2 separate regions of the Zea mays genome follow, and region 1 is linked to region 2. Evidence: chromatin contacts called from public Hi-C data. All regions are on one chromosome and are shown on one strand. Each heading gives the region's core, a stretch centred on a gene start, on an enhancer-like site or on the middle of the called end of the contact. The rest is flanking DNA. Distances are from core to core; before and after follow the strand shown.

The links. A called contact is a pair of places that touch in the nucleus more often than the background predicts.
Region 1: a Hi-C map of tassel shows a contact between it and region 2, with 2.0 times the contacts expected there. The contact joins the promoter of LOC100217038 here to the promoter of LOC103645800 in region 2. A contact is called at or near these places in 4 of 25 Hi-C or Micro-C datasets (ear, leaf and tassel).

Annotation. Positions count from the first base shown.
Region 1 is chr2:3,666,162-3,672,823 of Zm-B73-REFERENCE-NAM-5.0, forward strand. It overlaps LOC100217038 (putative TLD family protein), which reads left to right and starts at 1,453. Exons shown (of 6, transcript NM_001143410.1): 1 at 1,453-2,391; 2 at 3,308-3,471; 3 at 3,669-3,907; 4 at 3,976-4,175; 5 at 4,613-4,738; 6 at 4,839-5,252. The coding sequence starts at 1,585. The coding sequence ends at 4,937.
Region 2 is chr2:3,384,674-3,391,913 of Zm-B73-REFERENCE-NAM-5.0, forward strand. LOC103645800 (SWIB complex BAF60b domain-containing protein) reads right to left here and starts at 1,851. Exons shown (of 6, transcript XM_008670519.3): 1 at 1,086-1,851. The coding sequence starts at 1,669.

The DNA.
Region 1 (6,662 bases), core at 203-2,702, 280 kb after region 2:
GCGATTGCAACTTGTTGATACATTTATGTGTTAAAAACGAGTTTGAATATTTAAATTTTGAAACGATCTTATAGTGTGCACTAAGATCTAGGACTTTATAACTGAAGCTTGTCTCATTCAAACAGGGGCTGAAATATTAAACATAATATTTTTAAGAATTAATATAAAACATAGCATCACATCTATTTCGAGTGCTCGTGAGTTACTCATGTTCGGCTCGTCTTAGGTCATATACAATCTAGAACCCTCTTTGTAGTTCTCAAGCACAAGACATACAGAAGACAATTTCAATGTTGTGTCTTAGATTAAATGTTTTAATAAATACAACTTAGGCACGATTCCATACCACACTAGACCGGGAAGAAACAACATTCATCGTACAACACAAGCACAATTTCATATCTTCATCGTCGAGCCAAGCGCTAGAAACATTGCTTAGCGAAGAGGCGGTTCTCCAATTCATTACCCACTGAAGACACAATGTTTTTAATGACGTCGTACACACCCTTAGACTTGAGTAGTCAGTTGCCCGAGTGTCACTATAGTTTCTATATTCATAATATTACAATATCTATTCTTTGTAGAACACAAATAAATATGTGTTCTAGTGGTTAGAAGTTGAGTGTGGGAGGGGGAGGGTTGTGGTTCAATATGGGAGGGATGTTGGAGGAAGACACATGAAGAAAATCCCACTTAAATATAATAGAGATTTTCAAATTATTAGTATATACTCTCTATGTCCTAAAATATAGTTTTTTAGCCCTTTTTTTGTCCACGTTGTAAACATATATACAAACTACCCCTCCATTTTTTTTTATTTGTCACGTTTTAGTTCAAAAATGAACTACACGTTCAAAAACGGAGGTAGTACATTCATAGATTGATTAATGAATACATGTTTAATTTAAAACAAATTATATTTTGGAACGAAAAAAGTATATATATCGATCCTTTATATAACATAATATGTATAATATCTACTCCCTCCGTTTTTTTATTTGTCGTTGGATAGTTTAATTTTGTACTGTACCGCGACAACTAAAATGAAACGAAGGGAATACCATTTATATATTTCAAACGTCATGTGCTCTAGTGGTTAGGTTAGATTATGTTGTTTGGGAGGAGGAGGTGGTGGCCTCAAATCCGTGCGCTCGAAAAGCTCAAGAAAGCTCGGGCACGACGATTTAAGATGCGTAAACATGCATTTTCTTTTCTTTTGTTTTTGACTAACAGCATTTTGCAAAGTCCCACGAGGCTAAACAACGAGAATATATAGTTCAGCTTAAGGTAGATGAAAAGTTAAACGGTCGTGAATTAATTATTGCCAAGAAACAAGATCATTATCTATCCAAGACGAGTGGCGAATCAACTAGGGACGCGCGTTGCCGCCACGCACCTCCCTTCCTTCACTTGCCTGCCCCCCACTTCTCCGATCTCCGCCCCATCGGACTTCCCAAGGGTCGGCTAGGTCTAGGTGGTCTCCAAGCTTTCCGCCTTTCCACGCCACCATTCTCCCCACCCGCGCGCCTCAGCAATCCCCATCCAGCATCGCCGTTTCGCCGCGGCACCGACACCTCGCCGGCCATGGGCGCGTCCTCCTCGACTGGCAACCCGTCCCCAGAGGCGCACGAGCAGCGGGAGCAGGAGACTCTCGCCTCCGCCGCCCTCTCCCTCCCGCTCCTCCGCGCCGCCTTCTCCCGCTCCGCCGCCAACGCGCTGCCGGATGCCCTCGCGCCGCCGCCCGCCTCCTTTCGTCTGCCCGGATCCCCGGCGCCGCCGCCGCCGCACTTCCACGGCATCCTCGGGGGGCTCGGCCCCGCCATCGCCTCCCAATTCTTCGGCCACGGAGCTGCCGCGGTGACGGACGGGGGCGCCGGGTGGGTCCAGTTCCTCAGGGGGTTCAACCGCTGCTGCGCGCGCGTGACGGCCTCCCGCTCGCTCGCACTGCTCCTCCGCGTGTACGCTGCCGCCTGCGCCGGCGCGGGGGCACCCTGCGGCGTCCAGCTCCAGCCGGACGAGGGCGGTGGTGACGAGGATGGGAAGGTCGTGGGGGAGCTCGCGCCGGAGGAGATCGCAGTGTTCCTCTGGGTGTGCTGGGTCATGGCGTGGAGCGCTTCGGCCTCGAGGGTGGTCAGTGACGGAGGAGATAAATCGGAGCCCGTCACGGTGCTCCTCCCGGACGTGACGCACCTGGTGCTGTCGGCGCTCGTCTCGGCGGGCGTCGTCACGGATGATGCAGGCGTTTGGGGCTGGGACGTCTCCAGCGGTGGGAAGGGGGTGAAGGTCCAGGAGTTCATGTCGTGGGTGCTGTCCACGCCTTTCGGCCTTGGGAACTGCCTCTCGCGGTATGTGCGGGACAAATTCCGGTCCCTGGCTGCTGACTCTGTGGAGGTAATCAAATTATATTGCAGAATTTGTAGCGTCCGTCAAACGTTGGATGCGTTTGTTCTGTATCTAGTGTCATCAGTAGAATATGTGCGACATTGTTGTTACCTTGTTAGTTCATAGATCATACATAAGTGTAGAAAAAAGTTTCTATTGTTCTGTTTATACTTGTTTTTTTACTGATCATGACTTGTAGCCTAATATATTCTACAGTTATTCATTATCTGTTAAGTCTCGTTTGTTTCCTTTGATTTAGAGGAATTGGAATCTTACTGATGGAATAGGCTATTTTTTTAGAATGTGACATTCCAGCACTTTCCAGAATTATCATATAAGCATATCTCAAATTCATGGGTTGATAGATGGAAATTGATTCTATAAATTTAAATGCTATTTTTCCGATACACAACTTATAGCACACTCTTCTACTTGCTTCGCTATAACATAAATGTAGTATATAACTATCTCTCTCATATGATTTAGGATAATATACAAATATATTACATACATAAATATAGTTTGAAATTTGTCTCCAGATTGTCCTGTTTCTGCAAAGTATCAGCAAATTATGTAATGTTATATCTTGGACCTTTTCTTTGGTACTTGATGGAATGACAGTTCAGAATTACCTCTAAAGAATTCTGGTAGAAGTTGTCCAGCCACAGATTCTACAATATAATGATGATCGACTAAGTCCACTACTGTGGGAGTTGGGGTTTACATACAAAAAAATGTGCTCTGGAAACAGTTCCTGCGCTAGGTTTGAACAATGTGAAATTGTGTTGATGATATTCTCTTCTAGATAAATAGATCCTTATTTATTTTGCCTTTTTTAAGGAACCATGCCTATATTTTTTTCTTCAACTGAACCTTTTTTTTGTTATCTCATGAATTGACTGGAGTTCTTACTCGTCACAAGCAGGAGAGCTCTGTTTCAACTGTTAGCACAACCTTTGACACTTCTGATGTTTATCTGCTAACACGGGGGAGAGCATGGGCAATTGCCCTCAGCCTAAGAAACAAGTTGAGTGAAAAGCTGCTGTCAGCTTCTGTTATTGGAATGGACACAGAAGACCTCCTTTATAGGTAACTTGGTGCGCTGATGATATCTATTCTTGTGATTATATCTGTATGTTAGTTTTCGTACAACATTGCATTTTTTAGTTGACTATGAGTGCGATTTTTTTTCCAAATCTGGTTAAGAACTTAAATATATATTATCTCATTGTCGGTTCTCCTAAGGATGTAGTAAGACTAACATCGATAAAAATGTTTGTCTGTAGGTCATCTGTTCATGGAAAAGGACTGAGCCGGTTCTGGTCTTGTGTTGAGGGGTACAAAGGGCCAATGCTGATTCTACTTTCAGCATTCTCAAAAGGTGGTGGTGAGAATGTTGATTCTGATCGAAGATGGGTGATTGGTGTATTGACCGAGGAGGGATTTGAGAACAAAGATACCTTTTATGGTAGCTCTGGGTTCCTTTGTGCCGCACATCCAATATTCCGCATGCTACCACCATCTGGTATGACTTTTATTGACCATAACTTTGTCTGCGCTAATAGTATCTTACTATACCCCCTAACCTAGCAGGCAAGGAAAAGAACTTCATGTACTGCCACCTACATCCTCAGATAAGAGCTTATGAAGCGAATCCAAAGCCCGTTGGCTTAGCATTTGGTGGAACAATTGGAAATGAGAGGATCTTTCTTGATGAAGACTTCTCGGGAGTTTTAGTACGACACCATGCTGTTGATAAAACTTATCAACATGGCTCTCTCATCCCCAATCAGGTTAAATTCAGATTTACTGGTGTCCAAGGAATATAGTAACCTGATTGCCTTTGTGCACTATTTCACCTTATTTGCAATCTTGGATTTAGGCTTTGCTGTTTTTCTGCTGAAGATATTTAGTTAGCAATCTTCCTTTCTGTTTGGATTCAAATATGTTATTATCTATCCCAAAAGTTGATCTACCGATGCGCTTTTGAAATGACACTGCGTTTTCAGGGCATAGAATAGGGTGATTGACCACTCCCATTTAAGAATTGCTCCCACCTTCTCCTAAAGAACATTCCACAAATCATAACTCACGCCCTATTAGTGATGAGCACAAATAAGCCCACTCAGTTACCATGTTCATGTGCTGGCATAGGTTGTGAATGTTTTTATTTTTGTACGCTTAACTATGTATGCTAACAAATTTAGATTATGGTTTTGGGGTAATGCAGGGTTATTTGCCTGTTGAGGCTTCAGTGCTTGATGTTGAGGTATGGGGGCTGGGTGGAGAAGCAACGAAACGACAGCAGAATATGTACAAGAAGAGGGAGGACATCTTCTCAGAGCAGCGAAGAAAGGTACTACCAAGACTAAGAGCAAACTTGAACCATTTGTTGCCATGTTCATCGTTATTGAAACGTGCATGCATGCCCACAATATTCCCGTTTACTCTTTCAGGTTGATCTCAAAACTTTTGCTAGCTGGGAAGACTCTCCAGAGAAGATGATGATGGACATGATGTCGGACCCAAACACGGTTCGACGGGAAGACCGGTGATTTTGGTTTGCAGCCTCCGGGGATGTACAGACGACAGCGTTTGTTGCACATAGGAGTATTTTGCTTGCGCATTTGGCTGGGTCACACGCTTTATTTAGGTTGAAGTACTAAAAGAAGATTTGTACAGAACGTAATTCCCAATAAATGAAATGGAGATTCTGGACAGGTCTATGGTGTCCAAGCTTGCTGACATGTCTTACGGTACCCCTTTTGCTGGGGAGGTTCATGTTGATGTTGGTGTTGTGTGGCACAATGGCTGCCAGATACTGTAATTGTTATGGCTGAACGAACTGATGAAACAATGCTGGATTTTTCATGAGCGGAGCTTAATTATATCGCGTTCAGTGTACATGAATATATGTACCCAGATAAGGGTCCCACACAGAATGACGCAGAGAAAATGAAGGGTTCAGGTTAAGGTCATCATCACTGTTTTCTGAATTTAGTTTTGGAAAACTTAACAACAACTCGTTCTGTCGGACAGCCTATGCTTTGACCACCGGAGATGCTCGCCGACGAGCCTGTTCTTTCCTTTCTTTTCTCGCAAAGATGCCCGCCGAGAACCTCCTCGAAGACCACGTGGTGCGGCCAGTGTTGTTAGAATACTTCATACTTGTCCGGTTCTCCCAAACCAATTACTCCCTCGGTTCACAGATATTTATCGCCTTTGATTTTTTTCGAAACTTTAACCACATATTTTATTAAAAATAATCTTGAGTTATCGTTTATTTTGTTTTAATTTATTTTATCACTTAAGGTTGTTTGAATGTAACTTAAAATAAAAATTTATATTTTAAATAAATATTTTGAATAAGGAATAGTCAAAGTTTTGAAATTTTTTTTATCATTATCATATATTTGTGAAATGAACGGAGGTAGTACTTTGTTTTTAGGATGCTGCACTCAGCACTCCACGTACGTATGCGACTCCATCGGCATACGAATTATGCGCATTTTACGTGGTATGTGAATATGCTCTTGCATATGCATTTCACGTGACCACGATGCACTTATCCACGTCTCCAGCAGATCCTGCTCTCGCGTGCGCATGTCGGACCAAACAATTTTCGCATTCGCATGGCCGCATGGGTACAGTCGGTCTTAGAATATACGAACGGATAGAGACGTCGATGGATCAAAGAGGTGTTCATAGGCAACCCATGTCATTACGATTTAAATATCAGTTCGACTGACCTGCGGTCACAGTTGTTACAGCTGTTCAGACTAATACAATTGAAATTTATAGAAATAAAATACTGTAGAAATTATAGTCACAGCCAGATTAAAATCACATAGCCAAAAAAAAAAAAAACTGTTGGCTTCGTACTCCCGATGCTATCCATGCTACTATCGACTAGCCTGAATAAGCAAGCGGCCCATCGGTCTGAACCAACCTGTCGCTCTTGATTTGGTCTACTACTAGCTGATGATCACGAAGATGATGCGTGCGGCTTCTGCTGAATCTTTTCTTTTTCAGATTACGCTGCACGCTGATAACGAGAAACAGAGTGTGTGTGAGTGTGTGAGAGAGAGAGCTGCAGTACCAGTAGATACAGCTACCAGTACCCGGCTACCAGCAGCAGACGGCCGGCAAGACAAGAAATGATACGACGTGGAGACGATCGATGGTGGTGTAAAACGGACACCGATGAGCTCGCTGAACAGGGATTGGTTACATTACATTACAGTTCTTCAGTGCAGCGCCTCGGGAAGGCACGCGGGCTT
Region 2 (7,240 bases), core at 601-3,100:
CGAAATAGATTACATTTTAGGACCTGCTGTCCTGCTCCCATAGTACTGTGCAACAGGTTGCACAAGCTTTAGTTCAATACATCTCAAAGAAAAACATAGGTGCATGCAATCACATCAAACCAGCCAGGAAAATGAATCTTACTAAAAAACAAAGAATCAAGTGTTAAGGATGAAGATGTCATATGCAATTAGTATGTATGAAAATTTGAGTATTTAATGGTTACATTTTTGCTTGCTCGGGTGCACTAGTTTAGGCTATCTCCAGCAGCCTCCATATCTCACTCCTCATTTCAAACTCCACTCTTTAAAAACAGCACAGCCTACAGTGCGGAATAGTGTTTTGCACGCCCATAGATAGGGAGCAAGTGACTTGAGCTGTCTACTGGGACCGTTTCATGCACAGAGTGGAGTTATAAAATAGTCAGTTGCACTTGATTGTTCTCAGGAAGCGGAAAGTGGTGTTATAAATCCAAACAAACTCATGAAACACAATGTGTCTCCCGTGCTTTGCTGGTTGTACCTTTTTAATAAACTACTAGTCTGGAAAACTTCTTGTAGCTTACGAGTGTAGACAGAATATTATCTTTTCTGCTTTACAAAAGAATTTTTTGGAAGCAAAAAATATGCATGATACAAGCTGTCGACAGAACAACGTTTGGATTCTTCTCTGTTTGACCAATACCGTTGAAAGAAGTTGGCAACAAAACTACAATTAAACAGTTACTGATCCATTATCTACAAATGGGGTGGGGGGAAGAAAATGCCATCCTAAGCCACATATCCTGAACACTACAGTACAAAATAACCAGTTGAACTGAAGTGGAAACTGACACAACCAACAAGAAAGTCTGAACCGTAAACCCTAACCTCAGGTTAGCACAAACAAGAACAAAACCATTTCAAGATACCAACTAGTCATCCTCAGTATAGACCTTGAATCTTCAATCTCGACAACCCTAATCACTCGAATCGACCAACTAGATGTCGAATCAAAGTAGATTTCCAAGCCAATCGACAGATATGCATACGAATCCCCTCAATCCACGGAGCGCGGACCGCAAACCCTAATTCCATCGACAGCTCACCTTTCCTTGTTGTCGCCGGCGACCTGCGGTGCAGCGGTAGGGGAAGCAGTGCCCCCAGCCCCAGGGGTCGGCTGCTGGAAAGAGACGGTCCCACCGGTGGCGGCCCCAGCGAGGCCGGTGGTGTAGCGGAAGGCGAGCGGCGGCGGCGGGTAGAACGCCATGGCCGGCACGGCCGGCGGCGCGGAGACCGCGGGGACGGGGGCCATGGCGGAGAGCTGAGGGATGGTCTGGAAGATGAGCTGCGGCTGGAGCGGCGCGAGCTGCTGCGGCTGCATCTGCTGCGCCTGTGCATGTGCCTGCACCTGCGGTAAGACATGAGGCTGCGGCACGGCGGCCGCGGGGGCAACGACGGCCTGAGGCGGGGAAGGCGCCGGCTGGGGCTTGGACGGGGGCTGCGGCTGGAGGCGCGGGCCGAAGAAGAGGTCCATCTGGTCGCGGATGAAGCCCGCCTTGTGGGAAAGGTCGACGCCGAGCGTGGCCTCCGCCTGCTGCAGCACGGCGGCGAGCGACGCCTCCCCGGGCCCGCCGGCGGAGCCACGGAGGACGGACTCGACGCAGCTGGCGATCTCCTGGTCGGACACCATGGCGGGAGCGTGGGGGGAAACTCAAATCTCGCCAAAACCCCGCCTCCCTCCCGCGATTCCCCTCTCCCTCTCTCTCCTCCGCCCCCCTCTCTGTGTCTCTGGCGCTTGGTCTCTCCCCTTTGTCTCTCTATCTCTCTCCTCGGTCCGTCTCTCACTTCCGGTCCCTCGCTCTAGCCTCTAGCCCTATGTTTGTTAACTAGGGGAGGAAAAATAAGAGGAGAGAAAAGGACAAGTCGCTAAGCGCACCTCCAATCGTCTTACGCGGCTGCTGATGGCTTGGGCTGTGGGAGGGTGGTCCCACGTGTCATGGGCGCGGGTGGGGCTGGGGTTCCGTGTCGCGATCGGGTGGATGCAGGAGGGCGCGGTGCGGAATGACGAGAGTGCCCACGGTTTTTTGTTGATGCGGTTGTTGAGGGTTGCAATTTCTGCGCATGTGGACCCCGCCCCGTGTCGCCTTTGCAGTTGCGGCGAGCGTAGCAAAGGGAGGTCGTGGGCTGGGCCGAGACGGGCCGTGATGCGTGTACATAGCCCGAAAACGCTTTGGGTCTCTTTTTTCTTCGAAAAAAATAACAAACATTTGTAAAAATAAAGTAAAACTATGTACGAAAGAATTTGAAGTTTAATTATCGGTTCTACATTTAACCTACATAACCAATAAAAGAAGCATATATTTTGTGTTTTATTAGAATAAAGCTTACTTATGATATGTATAGAAATCATAGCCACGTGCATAGCGTCTGTATATAAAAAAGTCCCCATTTCCTCCCTCGTGTCACCACTCGACTTTTAACATCGTTTAATTTTACACTTAGCCAGTTTATACAATATTTTTCTTTGTCGTGGCATCACGTCAATCATTTTGTATGCGCAAGGTTAGCCACGATGTACTAAATTGGATTACGGTGATAATTTAACATGTTAATCGAACTATGTATACTTCTAAATATTTTTTCTCTATTTTTTGAAATATTACGTAGTTAAATATTTTTATTGTATTTCAAGTATTAAAATAGATTTCAAGGCAAAAGTTCTGTGAATTCCTAATATAAAAGTATATGAAATTATTTTTAATAACAAAAAAAATAAAAAATGTTGTTTTAGTAAATATTTCTAAGATTGTTTTGGTCATTTTAGAGAGAAAAAATAAATTCAACAAATAATGTGTGCCTATGATGTACTCGTCCCAAAATAAAATTTGTTTTACCTTTTTAGTTAATTCATACAATAATTAATGTATCTGTTTTATATATGTGTCTAGATTGCTCGTCATTCATTTGAATATAAACAAAACAACTAATATTTTGGGACTGAGTGAGTATACATCTATTCAAATTTCAAATTGTGTGGTTATTCAATTTCTAGATATGAACTACAAAACTAGATTACAAATGCCCTTTACTTCTTGCAGCGGAAACAAATTCAGTATTGTGATTGAGATGTGGTTTTATCTTTTCGAATCACAATAAAATCCTGGTTTGTTCTCTAACAATTATAATTGATATATTTAAAATTAGGAAACATAAACTAATATTGTTGGAGAGAAAACTCGAGCCGGGTGGCGGAGCGTGCCCGCCTAATCCTAAGAATAGGGGGACAAGTCTGGGCTGTGTCGGCTCAGAGAAATCCTCGATGGGAGCCTCCTGCTCCGCTGGTTTGGGCAGCTCCTCCAGCTTTGCTTTTCTTGGTGGTGGCTTAGAGATGAAGCGCTTCAAGGGCTCGCACTCCCGAAGCTTGCGGTGGACGGAAAGTCGTGGTTCTGGCACGACGAGTCCATCAGCTTATGGAAGTGATCGCCACTCTCTTCGCCGACGGCTTGGGTGATCGATCCTCGGTGGTGACTTCTTCGTCGTGTCGGGGGTGGTGGTTCCTCCAACACATGTCAAGGTGCTCCCAACACTCCCTCTTCTCGTTGCTTGGTTCGTCGGCATCGCGTGGGCTCTTTCCCTTGTGGAAAATTGCCCCTATTGTGTCCTCCCTGTCGACGAAGTTGGTCGCTATATCGAGGAGGTTGGCAGTTGTTCTTGGTCTCCCCTGCCTAAGTTCAAGAGTGAGTGCCTCATTGGTTGTGTCGTAGGTGAAGGCACTTACCACGTCGACGTTGGTGGAGTCGGGAGGTTCATTCCATTTCTAGGAAAACCTCCGAATGCAATTTCGGAGGCTTTCCCCACTTTTATGGGTGCACCTCTTGAGGTCCCAGGATCAACTAGGGCGCTTGTAGGTTGCCTAGAAGTACCCAATGAAGGCCTTTCGGAGGTTGACCCTATCGTGGAAGGTGTCGGCTGGCAGATGTTGGAGCAGGCCCTTGCTCCTTTTCGCGGGGTGGATGCTGAGGAACTAGATGATGAGGTGGTCATCCTTGATCCTTGCCATGCAATATGTGAGGCGGTAGCCATCTAACCATATGACTGGATTCAATGATCCGTCGTACATTGAGATGTTTACTGGCGCCTTTACCTTCACAGGGAACTACGTCTTGCGGATCGCATGCCCAAAGGGGGATCGCGATGTACTCGCGCGACCTTCCGCTGCGAAGGCGGATACTGGGGCATCGACTGCCCACGCTTCCATTACCCTTTGCTCCTCCCTCTTCCACAATAGCTCGACGCAGGAGAAAAAAATACTGCCATAAGGTGAGGATGGTCTCGACGCCTAGATACCCCTCACATAGGGTGATGAAGGCATCATTTGGGTTCAAAAATGGACCTACACATGTAGATACTTTAAGAGAGTCATGGACTCATCAAGGATCGGCGCCAGTCCACCATGGGAGGAGCGACGGAAGACCCGAGCAAAGGAAGGATGGGCCAAGCAAAGAATACGAGGGTCTAGGGAACCGAAAACAAGGTGGACAAGACAGGGTAAGCAACACGATTAAATAAAGGTCATCCTACAAGACCCTGCTGGTTGGGACTGACGGAAAAGACCTGTTGTACGAGGAAGCATGTCTGGCCCGCTGGCATGTCAGGCCACACGTCACGCCACCACCTCCCGATGGAAGACCTGACATAAGTATTCATTCGCATAAAGAAGGACGTCAGGATAAAAAATATACATTAGACCAAGGTCTACCTAGGAGGCCAGGACTACATCATTCTTTACATAAAGCGGCCTCCGAGTCCCCCATAAATTATAGTCTGGACTCGAGGGCTAGGTGCGAAACCCAACATCCAAAAAACAGAAACTGACGACTAAGAAAGGAGGGGGGCTTGATTGTTCCCCCACGTTCTGTATGGACGCCTGACACAGTGTCGTGGGCATCTTCCTGTGTTGGGAAACCAAAAGACGAACGCCGAAGAAGGGCCCTAGGGAGCCCACCAGATCAGGTCCTCCGCTGACACGGCGCTGGCCACCTTGCAGGCGACCTCGTCGTACCCCTGGATAAGGCTCCACGGTGGACGTCGAGGTCTACGACATTCTGGACATGGCTCGGAATGTCGAACATGCGTTGCAGGCGAGTTGCTCCACGTACACGGATGCTCCGAGTCACCGAATCGACCTCGCGGCACAGCTCCGCCAACTCATCCTCCTGCCCTGCTCAAAAGATATAGATAAACATGTCTTAGCGCCCCGAGAGGCAAAAATGGATTGAGAAGCAGGGCGAGTGGCGTACTCGCCGCACGGGCCTTCATGATGGCAAATCGTGCCTGAAGACCTGCAACATGAGCATCGAACGTCATACAACTGGTCAAGACGCCTCCAGCCAACACCACGGCTCGCCCATCGCCAACACAAAACGGTCGAGGACCCGAACTCGTAAGACGACGCATGAAGGGCGGGGGAGGAGGAAGCGACGACCCTCTAACATAAGATAACACTATCAGGTTGGGGCCAGCACTAACCAACATCACGACTGTCACGGGACGACCGACAATGACCAAAGTGTCGGCAGTGTCGCCCAACGAAACTAGCGATGCAGGTTCGTCACCACAAGGGCTAGCCCTCAACTCCCCGTCGATGAGCTAGAAGACAAAAGCGATATGACCTCTCCTCCGGTGCTTGAGCCCATCTCCCCACGAGGAAAGTTAGTCACCAATACGATTATCAGGTTCGGACCCGCGAGCACCGCGTCTCTTCTACTCTGCCTGCCTCCGCTCGTCTGCGTCGTGCATCCGTGTCTGTCCGTGCGTTTTTGCCCGTGCCCTAGGAAGGCCCTGGACATCCCCTTTTATAGATACAAGGAGATGCCTAGCTGTACAATGGGGGTGTAGCTATGTGCTAACGTGGCTGGCAGGGAAGTGCCTTGAGCCCTGTACAGGTACTAACATGGCCGTTGGAGAAGTGCCTTGAGCCCTATTGAAGCATAGCTGGCGGTGTGGCATGGATCCTGTTGATGTTTCCTTGCTTCCGTAGGGGGTTGAGAGCAACCAACGTCATGGGCGCACGCGGGGAACCATCATTACCTGTTACTGGAGTAACCTAGATGGGACACCGGTCTTGTTCCTTCATAGCATGAGGCAGCTAGCTAGGGGTAGGGTAATGATGTATCCCCTGTAGCGTAGTCGGTCCGAGGCCGAGGTCGGGCGAGGCGGAGACTTCTCCTGAGGCCAAGGCTGAGGTCGGGCGAGGATATGACTCCTCCCGAGGCCGAGGCTGAGGCCGAGGCCTAGGGTCGGGCGAGGCGGTGACCTTCTCCCGAGGCCGATGTTGAGGCCGAGGCCTGGGGTCGGGCGAGGCGGAGCTCCCTGTTGCGCCCGAGGCTGAACTCGGGGGAGGTCGTGACTTGTTGTTGTCAGTTTTCCCCTGGTGGTTGGCACAGTAGTCAGAACGGAGTGAATAGCGTTGTTTCCTTATCAGAACGGTCAGTAAAGGGGCGAAGTGACTGCGGTCACTTGGACCTTGCCGACTGAGGCGCGCGTGTCAGGATAAGGTGTCAGGCGATTCCCGCATTAAATGCGCATGCGATACGGTCGGTTGGTAAGGCGATTTGGGCGAGGTCGCTGCACGACAAAGTCTGCCCGAGCTAGGCTTCGGGCGTGCCGAGGGTGCGCCCACTGCCTGAGGAGGCCCTCGGGCGAGGCGTGAATCTGTCCGAGACTACTGTTCCCGCCCGAGGCTGGGCTCGGGCGAGGCGAGGTCGCGTCCCTTGGCAGACGAAGCCCTGACTTGAACTGTGCTTATCAGTCATTTATGGTTTTTTCTGAAGATGTTTTCCAGCCGTGTTTAGGAGCATTGGGGGTACCCCTAATTACGGTACCCGACAGTAGCCCCCGAGCCTCGAAGTTAGTGTAGGTACTCGCTTGGAGGTTCTACCGGATTCTTTGCACGGGGACAAGCCCTTCTCGGTTATATTTTGTTCCGATGGGTGCGCGCGAGCGCACCCGCCGGGTGTAGCCCCCGAGGCCTCGGAGGAGTGGTTTGACTCCTCTGAGGTCTTAATCCTTTTTGCGATGCCTCGATCAGCCTTGTTGTTCCCTCATGCGGCCTGGCCGTAGCCCGGGTGCACGGTCAGGCTCTGAGTTTTTAAGCTAGTTTGTTGACGTGGTCAACAGTTTGGTCGTAGCCTGGCGTGAGAGCAGCCCCCGAGCCTCTGCACGGAGCGAGAGGACGATCAAGGACCGTCTCGACTTTTAT